Regions from separate parts of the Mus musculus genome. Here all the other regions are linked to region 3. The links are chromatin contacts, called in public promoter capture Hi-C maps. All regions are on one chromosome and are shown on one strand. The core of a region is the stretch at or near the end of the contact, and the rest is flanking DNA. Distances in the headings are between cores, read along the strand shown. Region 1 holds the start of Cdkl1 (cyclin-dependent kinase-like 1 (CDC2-related kinase)). Region 2 has its middle 11 kb from the start of Gm38467. Region 3 holds the start of Sav1 (salvador family WW domain containing 1).

Region 1 (4,166 bases), core at 105-2,604, 200 kb after region 3:
CATAGGTCCTGAGTTCAAATCCCAGCAACCACATGGTAGCTCACAACCATCCGTAATGAGACCTGACGCCCTCTTCTGGAGTGTCTGAAGACAGCTACAGTGTACTTACATGTAATAATAGATAAATAAATATTTTTAAAAAATAGTTAAAGCCAAAAGGACCGCAAGGATGCCGGGCACTGGGGACATTGCAGGTGGGAAGGTAAAATGGAAAAGATAAGCTCAATGTGCAGAGGTCTCCCGCTAAGGATTTCCCCAAGAAAAATGAAGACCTGGCTTCACAGAAAGCACCATGCACGGCGTCTATAGCGGCTTCATGTATAATCACCCCACACTGGAAACAATCCAAATATCCTTCAACCAGGATTGAATAAACAAATAAATACCAGTCAGTACGTTCATACAACAGAACGCTACCCGGCAATAAACAGGAAGACACTGCTGCTAAATGCAAGATGTGTGTGGCTCTCAGATGTATTCTGTGAAGTGAGAATCTGACTCAATAAAAGCTGTGCACTGTATGTTTCCATGTACGCGATATTCTGGGCAAGGCAAAGCTATCGAGAAGACAAAAGTCAAAAAGAGTAGGCATTCACATTTGCACATGATTTCTGGGGAGGGTCCCAGACCACCACGAGTCTATTCTAGTAACTCATTATACCTCTACCCTTTGCCAGGCAGCCGTCACGCTCGGTATGCCCAGACCCAGCTTCCTCTTGAGCTCTGTGTACATTTGCATCGCACGTTCCTTGCCCCGGGTTGGCCAGGTTTCACATCGTGCGTTTTCTCTGCTGTAGCCCTGCCGCCAGCACACAAGCACCTCGGCGCCTAGCATAGGGGATGGAAGGGCTGACAAAATGTAGAGGCTGTCTGTGCGATCCTTATTTCAAGATTTCCTGCATCCATCAACTGCCACTGTCACTGTACTGAAACAGGTTCAATAAGAAGGTGATTGGGGAAAGAGTCAAGGCAATCAAAGCAGGCTCTGCACCGCCAAGACCCCACTACATGGGAGGGAAGGCCATCCTGCCTCCCTCTATTGCCTCACTCTCTCTCATTCATTTTTCGAAGCTGCAGCACCGAGCAATTGCTGTCCTCCGGGGTTCACAGGCGAGGAACGGACACCAAGGAGTGGACGTAATAAGGTATGGACCTGGTCACCCTAGCCCGAGCAGGCTGCTAGGACAGCCTGGGAGCAGGCGTTCTCCCTGCAAACTCTCCATGCTGTGATTTCCACGATTTAAACCCTCTGGACCTGCAGCGCGGGGTCAGGGACCCGGCCAAGTGGCTGCGGGTACAGCAGGGCGGAGGGCGGCCCCGCCCAACCGGCGCGGTTCCCATGGGGATCGCAGCAGTCACCCAGCCGAGCTGCAGGCTGCTGTGCTAGAGCTGGGCCGAGAGGCGCCTCAGGAGTCAGGGTGGGAGGTCCCCACAGTCCCTGCAGTTCCCGCAGTCCCCACGGGCCCGGTTGCCCAGCCGGTGTCCTCTTCCGGAGGGAATTGAGACCCGAAACTAGAACCGGGGAAGCCCTTCGCCTTCCTGGTGCTCCAGCCAGCTCAAGTGTCTTAGATCGTATGAACCATAACGTTAAAAAGATAGATTATCTTACAGCTCGGCTCGTTTTTGGATGCTGGCTACATCTTTAGCTCGAGGGAATGAAACAGACAACTGAAATTAGGTCACCCATGGCAGCCACCTGTAGACTCCCAGCCTTGACCGCGATGTCATTGCTGGGTGGGGGTGGAGTCCACACCTGGCTGATCCTTATTCTTTAACTCGCGCCTTGTTTTCTCTAGATCGCGGACGACAGCCCTTACTTGATGAGGCTCGAGAGAGGTCAGTTCATAAACGACCTTTAAAAACTATATGAAAATCCGTTCTCAAGAAGACTTGCTCCTCCTCTGTAATGGAAAAATATGAAAAAATTGGAAAGATTGGAGAAGGCTCCTATGGGGTAGTGTTCAAGTGCAGAAACAGGGACACGGGTCAGATCGTGGCCATCAAGAGGTTTCTGGAAACCGAAGATGACCCTGTCATAAAGAAAATCGCCCTTCGAGAAATCCGCATGCTCAAGGTAGCTAATTTGCTTTTTCTGTGCTAGATAGATGCTCTGGGCTGAGGCTCTGCCCTCTTCCCACACAGCCTTTGTCTTCAATGGCACAAATCAGAGTCTGTGCGCAGAGAACGGATTATGTAAGAGTAAGAAGGTGGACAGGAGAGGTGTGGGGCTCTCTTGGCGTCAACTGCAGACAGTCTTTTCACGGGTCTCTAAGAAGCAGAATTTAAAACAACTCGACTTTGCTAGAGTTTTTGAGTTTTGAGCTTCCAGCTTGTTTTCATTTTGTATTTTTAACCCATTGTCCTGTTTTCTTGGGCTATATATGCATCTGTATATGTGTGTTCATGTGTGCGCGCATAAATGTGTGTGTGTGTGTGTGTGTGTGTGTGTGTGTGTGTGTGGCATTTGGAAGCCAAAGGTTAACACTAGCCATCTTCTTCAACCATTTTCCCCCTTGTATATGGATACAGTGTCTCACTAGGATTGCTAGCCAGTGCTCTCCAGGATCTAGTACTGGGATTGCAGGTGGACAGCTGCCCTCGGGCAGCATTTATTGTGAGTGTTGGAATCTAAGCTTAGGTCCTTGGACAAAGGTGTTCATTACAAGACAAAAGTGTGTTCCCTCTTATTCTGGAAAGAGGCTTCTCTGAATTTCTCAGAGGCAATGCAGCTGCTACTGCAGGATGAGGCAGGCCATGGATGGCTCCCATGGGGAATCAACTGTGCTTCAGAAAGTGTGGCCTCGGTGTTCTGTCCAGACCCTGGCCAAGTGTATGAGTGGATGATGCTCTCAGAAGGGGTGAACTCAAATGTTTGTGCCGGTTCCCAGCTGGGGTCCTCTGCCTACTCTCCTCCACACAGCCAGTGTTGCACTCTGCTCTCGTGAGCCACTGACCATGTCCACTTTCTCAGTAGAAGCTGATAGCTGCCTTACTCTTTATTTAGCATCATCATTGTCAATATTATTACTACTTTGTGGTGTTAAGGATTGAACCCAGAGACTTTATCAAATTAACAAAACCTTCTCTCACCGAGGCACATTCCCAGTCTTCAATGGGTTGATTTACTCAATAATAATAGTAATAATAATAATAATAATAATAGGCTAGAAAGATGGCTCAGTGCATAAATGTGCTCACCACCAAACTGATAGCCTCAATTTGATCCCTTGGTCCTACATGATAGGAGAGAATCGATTCCCCCAAGTTGTCCTCTGACCTCCATGGTACACAGTAACACTTATGTGTTCCATCCACCAAAATTAGTGTTCCCAGGAGCACGGTGGCTGTTCTCTTTGGCTCAGAGAATGTCCTCTCCGACCTCCCAGCACAGGTACGTGTATCTCAGCACATTTTATTATCACTGTGTTTCCAGGTGTAGCTCCCCGAGTTTCTCCTTCCAAGTCAATGCTAACTGAGTGAGAATCAAGGCCCCCAGGTTGACCTCTGACCCCACAGTGCTGTGTAGCAACTGTGTGTTCACCTACCTAAATAAATAACAATGTGAGGTGTGTGGTGAACACCACAGAGCGTGTGAAAGCAGGAAGCCCCCACCCTCTACACCAGGTGCTCAATGTTTCTCCTCTAGTCTGAGTAAGGTGGTGGGAGATTACTGGTTTTATGTCTCTTTAGCTCCAACTCTTCAAAATTATATGATATTCCTAATATCCAGTATGTACTCGGTGAATATATGATACCTAAGTGAATTGAGGATTTGTTAAATGAAGTCATATTTTCTTCATTGATCCAATAATTCTTACTGAGCCTAACTGTACCTTAAAAGAGTGTTGTGCAAAGATGTTTCACAAGCTCAGCTCTTGGGAAGTAGGTGGAGTGAAATCTACCTACTACCACCCTTTTCACTTCTGGTGTACTGAGACTCTAATGAGCAGAGCCTGTGTCACTGACATTGGGTCCCAGGGGGGGCTGGCAAGAGCTCTTCTGGTGCCGTTGATTAAAGAGAGCAAGTTAGAAGCGGATTTCGACGTTTGAGCGAGACTGAGATAAAGCAGCTGTGTTTGCGGTGGGCTGAGCTGGACCTTGAGGTGAAGCTCTGTGGTTCTAGGGGAAAGGGAGACTAATCTCGGTGGGAAACGCAGGTCGACACT
Region 2 (3,960 bases), core at 460-2,959, 260 kb before region 3:
GTCCCCAGAGATGTTGAAGGCGCCCATTCTCTGTCCATTTCTATGTAAGCATGGATCTGCTCTGGGTTTTACACATGCCCTAGCCTGCCTTGATATGAAGTGTGTTCATATGGAAGACTTCGGCAGGTGCTTCTAAACACTGAGATTTAACTTTAATGAGCCTGCTTCTCAAATGGCCACAAACTTGTGCTGCCTAGTAAAACAGTGTCCCTGGCTCCAGCGACTCTTTTTAAGCGGCTGAACAACACAGTTATTTCCATGTGACCATGACACCGCTGATCACCTTTCGTCATTATTAGCCCTGTTCAGTGAATCATCATCCTTGCTCCTTATAGAAAGAAAAGCAGGGGCTGCCGTGATTTCTCAGTCACTAAAGTGCCTGCTCCATCTGAGTCCTCTCCCCAGAACCCAACTAAAGATAGGCAGGCACAGAGGCTCATCTGTAACCCCCACATAGGGGAGGTGGAGGGTCCCCAAGGCCCTGTTGGTTATTGGCTTAGCCTGCTTTGAAGTTCTAAGAGAATCAAAGACCCCATCTCAAAAAAAAAAAAAAAATACAGGTGGATGGCACCTTGCAAAATGATTCCTGAATTTGTTCTCTGGTCTCCACACAGATATGTACACAGGTATACATGCACTTGCACACACATGCACATATTCACATGTGAACACACACACTCTGAGGGCAGGGAGGATGGGGAAAGATTATGAAAGTCACTGGTCTGAGCTACAGTTTCACAGAGTAGCAGGAGGCACCCAGCCAGCAGCTGTGGCCCTCTGTCCATTTAGTTTCTGCCTGACCTTTTCCTTGCTCGCTAGTGGGAGACCTTTTTCTGCTTCTTTTATTCGTCCCCTCCATCCTTGCTGGGTTTTCTTCTCCTCACTGCTTGGTGAAAGCCATTAGCAACTCTTTATTCTCCTCCGGTGCTAGGGCTAATGGGTTTTCTGTGACGTCGAAGTGACTTGCTAGAAATCACCCTATTTTCCAGAAATGGTGTCCTTTCTTCTGCCTCCAGTGTGTATGTTTATCTTTCACCCACATACTCAATTCACAGATGTGGAAGGGGGCTCACTATTGTATCCAGATCTCTGATTAGAATATAAAGAACAATACATTTTCAGATCACATCATCTTACAAACTTTATGGACACTAGAGACAACTGAAAATATTTCTCGAGTATGCATCTCAGCTGTTCCTGTCATGCCTGGGACTTATTCACAGATCTTGCAATGGATCCTCCTTAACAGGCACTACCTAGAACTTTTGTGTGTCTGAGCTTCTGGGCATAACCATGGAATCACATGGTTTCTGAATATGGATGAACAATATGAGCACCTGGGAAACCATCACTCCAGGCCTTTTGACGTGTGACCTCTCCACCCTGCTGTGCTAAGGAACACTGAAAATACATGTGGGCTGCTTCTCTGGGTGGGGGGAGGTGAAGGCGAGGGGACCAAAGTTCTATCAAATTCCTTTTATAGAATTAGATTTCATGGAATTGGATAATGACAAAATTGTTCAAGCATGCCAATGTCCGAAAAGCTATGAGGATGTACACGCTGGGGGAAAGTCGTTGGGGCCTAGGGATATCATTCAGTCAGTAAGTGGGCCCGTCTCACAAGCACAAAGCTCTGGGTTCCATTCCAGCATCATTTAAACCCAGGGCTGCGGCAGACGGCTTGACAAAAAGGAGAAATGTGTTTAGCTCACTCTTAGCAACCCCAGCATGCACTGGAGAACATTTGTGTGTTTAACTAAAGAAAGCCATATGGCATCTCTCTAGCATTTCTCAAATCATTATTCTTGCATTTGGGGGCCAACGTTGAGTAAAATTAAACCTACTTTAACAGAAGGACTGCATTGAGACAGTGTGTCTGACCATCTAAGGCAGCTAGTAGGTGACTAAGGGACAAATGAGCAGGGGCAGTACAGCATGGGATAACCTGGGCAAAGGGAGGACTCATGGGGAGGAGGGTCAGGAGGGTCTGTGATGTGAGCACACTATTAGGAGGACATATATCTCAGTCTCTTTGGTTTTTAAGACAGAGTTTTACTATATTTCTCTAGCTGGCCTGGAACTCACTCTGTAGACTAGGTTGACCTTGACCTTGCAGAGAGCCTTCTGCATCTGCTTCTGCTTCTAGAGTGTTGGGTTTACCGGCATACAGAACCATGCCCAGGCCAGACAATTTTCAGCTTATGAATTGTTTGTTTCTGGAAGCTTCTGTCTGATAGTTTCAGACTGTGGTTGGTCATACGTGACTAAAAGCACAGGTGACACTGCTGTGAATAACAAGCAGGAGACAGACATGTCTGCAGAGCAAAGGGGCACACGGGAAGGAGAAGCATAAGGCAAGGCTTTGAGAGGTAAGAGGAAAGACATGCCAAATGTAAGTGAACTCTTGAGTAGCCTCTACCCTCTGCGCCCTCAGAGGACTCGAGAGGGGTCAGTCTAGTGGCGGTGATGCAGCAGCCAGCAGTGACTGCTTCAGCTCTGGTTCATACCATGAGAGCTACATATGCCCAGGCAGCTGCCGACACTCACCCACAGCGTCCATATCCCTAAAGTGGAGGTGATCATGTAATTGTTCTGAGGGCTTAATCAAATAATGCTAGTGACAAAACTCAAAAGAGTGCCAGGATGTTTTGTAGCAAACTGCAATAACCTCCTGGAAAGAAGAGGGTGTTCCTGAGACTCAAGAAGTCAACAAAACTTCCAAGTCCAAGAATGGTGAGACAAAAGGTTCCCAAAGCTGATCCCAAGGTTCTGAGACTATACTTGAGTATACATGCAGTAAACATTTGCTGGGGAACTGAGACTCTCTCCCTCGCCAAGCTTCTGACGGCTCTGCCAGGAGCTCTCGGGATGCAGCTTTCCTGAGTCGCCACTCATTCTGGGCTTTTCAGTGACGCCTTTGAGTCATTCATGCTACTGACAGTAACCCCGATAAACTCACTGACTCAACACCTCACGGGCATAGACTTGGTTGGAATTGTTGCTTTCACACCTTATCTGTTGCTGAAGAGATGTTCACTAGTGGCTTTGCAACAGATGCTTCAAAGCTTACAAGGGTCAGCAAGATCTCAACTGAGCATCAGTAGCTATTCTTACCGTCACATTCTGACAAAATATGTACCTGATAGAGTTTTCACAGCAGTAATCAGAAGAGAATAATAATTCCCAAGAACAACTACAGCATTTCTTGTTTAAAGTTTTTTGAAATTTTCATGTAGTTTCAACAGAGAATCACGAAAGGAGGAAATAGAGATTATTTCAAAAGGTGAAAGAATGTTCCGAAATTGGTCAACTAGGATGGGAGAGATGGCTCAGCAGGGAAGGAAGGGTCTTGCCATCAAGCCTGAAGACCTGAGTTTGAGTCCTGGGACCCACACATTGGAGGGAGAGCTCCAACTCTCACAACTTGTTCTCTGACATCAATACTGGCAGCATGGTATGCTCACTCTAAACCATACTCTTTCTAAGTAAACAAATGGTCTTTTTAAAGTTAGCATTTGGTTAATAAGAAAGCAAAACCATATTCTTCATCATATAACATTCAAGATATTAAGATGTCAAATATAAAATATTAAAAACTTTAGCCAGGTGGTGGTAGTACACATCTTTAGTTCCAGCCCTGTAGAGACAGAGGCAGGTGTCTCCAAAACAAAGTAAAACAAAACTGTAACAAACAGGAGAGGATCTAATATGTATATATATTATGTATATATAATATGTATATATAATATGTATATACTCTTTCTCAAGGAGGCTTAAACTTCTGTCAAATATTTTATTTGATAGACATCTTGATTTTCTAAAAGTTTGCTCCAATTTTTCTCTCTGATTTACATTTTAAGCCTCTTTTGATATCACTGCCATAAATCATAGTCTTCTATTTTCTTCTTTAATTCTTTAATTAACCACAGATTTAGAATTTGCTAATGTATTCTCACACCA
Region 3 (4,069 bases), core at 828-3,327:
TGTATCTGAACCACAGCAATACTTGAGTGCGCTTCCTCTCCTCAGACAACGTGCTCTATGAACTGCGTTTGGGTAATGAAGGTTTACACAAGGAGCAACCCTTTGTTCTCTTTTTCTTTTTATTAGATATTTACATTTCAAATGTTATCCCCTTTCCCGGTTTGCCTTCCAAAAACTCCCTCTCCCCTCCTCTCTCCCCCTGCTCACCAACCCACCCACACCCGCTTCCTGGTCCTGGCATTCCCCTACACTGGGGCATAGAAACTTCACAGGACCAAGGGCCTCTCCTCCCATTGATGACCGACTAGGCCATCCTCTGCTACATATGCAGCTGGAGCTATGAGTCCCACCATGAGTAATCTTTGGTTGGTGATTTAGTCCCTGGGAGCTCTGAGAGTACTGGTTAGTTCATATTGTTGCTATGGGCTGCAAACCCCTTCAGCTCCTTGGGTCCTTTCTCTAGCTTTTTTTTTTTTTACTCTTATGCCATAATCAATCTGTCAGCAAACCCTGCTGCAACTCTAAAATGCCTACAATCACTTAGCGCTTGTCCTGCTGCCTTTATCCATATGCATGCTAGCAATATTTTTTTATCACCTCCCTTATTTTGAAACCCCACTCCCCCATTCAGTCTACTCTCACACAGCATCCAAAGTGATCGCATTAAATACGTCTCTCCTCTACTCCAAAGGCCTAGGTGGGTGGCCAGTTACCAAGGAACTTCATTTCCCTCTACTCTTCTCTGTTCCAGTTCCAGCTACGTGACCCTCTTCCTATTCCTACAATGAGCCAGAAACACGACCACTTGCAGTGACTTGCATTTGCTCTTCTGAGGCCTCACTCCAGATAGCACCATAGCAAGCTAATTCCAGCATTGCCTTCTCACTGGCTTCATTATCCGACCCCCTTTCCAAGCTGTGGGATCTCTCTTGTTTATGCTTCCTTCAGCGCTCACTCTGTTACATACTATGGCTTACTAGTTTTATTTTTTGTGATCTCTCTTCCCCATAACCGCAGGACCTTTGTTGTTATATCCCAGACACCTAAAACAGCACCTTGGATGCTGGGTGCTCAATAAAATATTTGTTATAGGATTATAGGGACCTTTAACAAGGAAACATTTCATAAAAACACAGGAGACAGACAACTGATTAAATGTCTTTGTGCATGGCTAAAAAAAAGAGCAGTTTGGTGTCTTGTTCTGAGGTTGGTGTTTTGCTTCTGTGTTTTAAGCACATTCTCTTCATTATGAAAGCCTTACTTTGATCAAGAGGAGTGAGTCCCAATCTTATTCTCCAAGTTATTCTGTGTACCTGAGCGAGTTAAAGAGAACAAAGTAGAATCTGATATATTAGATAGAAAACTCCCAGTTCTGAACTCTGGTGCTCAAAGGCTTCAAAATTCTAAGACTTAACTGCAAGAGAAGGCATGTGGTTATTAAGAATACATATTAAAATGATGAAATAAATACACTAACGTCAAATTTATCTTAGGAGCTGTAGAAACTCCATCTTCTTTTTTAATCCGAAAGCGCGGATGGGGATGGGGGGCACAAAAGGGGGTGGGCTACCAAGGGTTGGGGGAGATAATAAGAGGACAGAAGAAACGGAGACTCAGTTTTTACAGTAGTCACGCTGTCACCAGAAGAGTCATCTGTGTTACTAGGTGTAGCCCTCGCGGTCCCAGCACACCCGAGGGCTGCCTTCCCTCAGCAACCAGGACACGCGGCTGCGGTTGCGGGAAGCAGGGCGGTAGGCAAGTCCAAGGCGAGAGCCGCTCGCCGCCCAGCGGGCTCCGGACCGCCCGGACTCCAGCTCCCCAGCGGCGGGAGCCGGCCCGCGCAGCCGCACTGAGGGCCGCGATGGTCGCCACACCCGGCCCGTTAGCCGCCCGCCCGTCGCGAGTCGCCGCACGCAGCCGCGTCCGCGCCCGGCGGGGGAGGGGCGGCCCGTGCGCGTCGGCTTTCCCAGCATTCCCAGCGGCGCGGGGAAAGTTTACCGGACGTAGGCGGTGGCCGCAGCGGTAGCGGCTCCGGGCGGCGGACCATGGCCCTGGTGGGCGGCCGCGGCCCTGTCCCAAGGCGGCCTCGGGCGGCGTCGTTGAGCCGGCTGACTTCCCGGGAGGAGCTGCCCTGCGACTGAGCGGCGGCGGGCGCGCTTAGCGCGGCCAACATGCGGCGGAGCCTGCGGGCGGGCGCGGGCGGCGGAGACCCGAGGCGAAGGCGGCGGCGGCGGCCCGGGAGGCGGCGGCGGGCGGCAGGCTCGCGGCCCTAGCGAGGCTGCTGGGGCGGCGGCGGGAGTCGTCCGCGAGGATGCTGTCCCGCAAGAAAACCAAAAACGAGGTGTCTAAGCCGGCCGAGGTGCAGGGCAAGTACGTGAAGAAGGAGACGTCGCCCCTGCTGCGGAGTGAGTGTCGTGGGCGGTGGCGGGTGGGGACCCGGCGCAGCCTCGGGTGGTGCTGGAAGACCGACTCTGGGAAATGCATGGCTGTCCGTGGTGTTGGGGAAAAAGTGCTTCGACCCGGGCACCTCTCTGCTGGGTACGTCCGGGCCCCGCGTTTGCGACCATCGCAGCGCCACTCGTCGGCTCACGCACTCGCACACGCACACACACACGCGAGAGTGGATTCCTTCCTTAGTCCTGCAGCGGGACACAAACTTGTGAGGCAAAGAACCTGATACTTGATACTTGTAGCCACTACCAGCGTCCTAAGTAACACACACACACACACACACACACACACACACACACACACACACACACGAGAGACTTGATACTTGTAGCCACTACCAGCGCCCTAAGTAACACACACACACACACACACACACACACACACACACACACACACACACACACACACACACACACACACACACGAGAGAGAGACTGGATTCCTTAGTCCTTCAGCGGGACACAGACTTGTGAGGCAAAGAACCTGATACTTGTAGCCACTACCCAGAGTCTTTTCATTTCCCAGAGTAGACAAGCCATTAACGTATTTGGATTAGGCTTTGCTCCTAAAATTAAAAAAAGCAAAGTATTCAGAATAATTTCAGCCATACCAGGCAAGTTCCTAACTTTATTCCTCTTTCCGACATATGTTCCGTCCCCTCCCGTACGTAGCTTTTCTTCTCCGTTTAAAATATTTGAGTTTTTAACTTGAACGCCTTGATTCTCCTTTTTTAAAATTCTTGGGTAGTCAGAGAGCTAATCCTTTGGTTCTCATTCTAGGAGCTGGACCCCTTGTGTAAGTTTCCTTCTTGGAAACTGGAAGTAACCGTGTGACTTAAATTAAGCATTACCTCATATTGTAATTGGGAAAGCTGCTCACAGGGGTTCCTAGTATTTGCCCAAGATCCCGCAGAAAGGGGTGGAGAGCATATTTTTCCATTGTGACCATGTGTCCAGCCTTACAGGTTCTGTTAGTAGTTGGAGTGCTAGACAACACAGTTGGTGGGGTGGATGTGTCAGTAACTGAAACCATTTTTAAGAGCTTGTTTTTCTGTTTTTTTTAGGTGATAGCTTGCTTTTTGCTGCAAATAAAGTTTATTAAGCATCATTTGAAGTCATGCCACTTGTTGAGTCTTTTAGTGAGTGACTCCATACAGAATTTGTGTCATCGACAGTTAATTATTCCAATATTAAGTTACTGTAGTGTTAGCTTCTGACACCCTTAGTGACATTGATTTAATGAATTCAGAAAATGTGTTCTATATCCAGGTTTCATATTTTAAAGGTAGTTGCTTTCTAAGAACATGAAAGCTGTTTGCACATTCAAATCAGCAGCCATGACCTTGGTTTGGGTTATCTGCTTTTAAAGGAGCCATAATTCTTTCCAGGCTTTTTCAGTAGATCCAGGGTTTGTGTGCATCTTTGGAAGTAGATGACTTTATTTTTCAGTTTCCACACTGAAAGGTCTTGCTTTCTAGTTTTGATAATTGTGCTTAGAACCGGGTAATTCCTGATAGAAAGACAAAAAAAAAAAAATTACCAATAAAAAAGTCTTTTACAGGAAATCTGACTTTGCGGTTTTTTCTTTAAATTTTATTTTAATGAGATGTGTTTGTGAA

Evidence for each region. Promoter capture Hi-C pulls out the DNA fragments that hold promoters and counts their contacts. Capture Hi-C pulls out chosen DNA fragments and counts their contacts.
Region 1: a promoter capture Hi-C map of adipose tissue shows a contact between it and region 3. The contact joins the promoter of Cdkl1 here to the promoter of Sav1 in region 3. A contact is called at or near these places in 3 of 39 promoter capture datasets (cranial neural crest, liver and maxillary cranial neural crest), 1 of 484 Hi-C or Micro-C datasets (embryonic stem cells), 2 of 115 datasets of contacts at active chromatin or transcription factors (effector CD8 T cells and pancreatic cancer cells) and 2 of 9 other capture datasets (adipose tissue and liver).
Region 2: a contact with region 3 is called in a promoter capture Hi-C map of hippocampal neurons, with 2.3 times the contacts expected there. The contact joins the enhancer-like site here to the promoter of Sav1 in region 3. A contact is called at or near these places in 9 of 39 promoter capture datasets (the C10 cell line, cranial neural crest, embryonic stem cells and 4 more), 6 of 484 Hi-C or Micro-C datasets (the G1E-ER4 cell line, adipose-derived mesenchymal stem cells, embryonic stem cells and 1 more), 4 of 115 datasets of contacts at active chromatin or transcription factors (embryonic stem cells, epiblast stem cells, extraembryonic endoderm stem cells and 1 more) and 1 of 9 other capture datasets (liver).

What each region holds. Positions count from the first base shown.
Region 1 is chr12:69,787,895-69,792,060 of GRCm38.p6, reverse strand. It overlaps Cdkl1 (cyclin-dependent kinase-like 1 (CDC2-related kinase)), which reads left to right and starts at 1,354. Exons shown (of 10, transcript NM_183294.2): 1 at 1,354-1,418; 2 at 1,797-2,074. The coding sequence starts at 1,907. 4930512B01Rik (RIKEN cDNA 4930512B01 gene) reads right to left here and starts at 1,717. Exons shown (of 8, transcript NR_033573.1): 1 at 1,610-1,717.
Region 2 is chr12:70,240,485-70,244,444 of GRCm38.p6, reverse strand. No RefSeq gene overlaps it. Among named protein-coding and RNA genes, the nearest start is that of Gm38467, 11 kb to the right of the region's middle. Within about 2 kb of position 1,709, at least 6 of the 459 cell types and tissues checked have an H3K27ac peak or open chromatin away from gene starts, as enhancers often do. A contact at or near this core is called in hippocampal neurons, where this site is marked.
Region 3 is chr12:69,985,010-69,989,078 of GRCm38.p6, reverse strand. It overlaps Sav1 (salvador family WW domain containing 1), which reads left to right and starts at 2,077. Exons shown (of 5, transcript NM_022028.2): 1 at 2,077-2,405. The coding sequence starts at 2,312.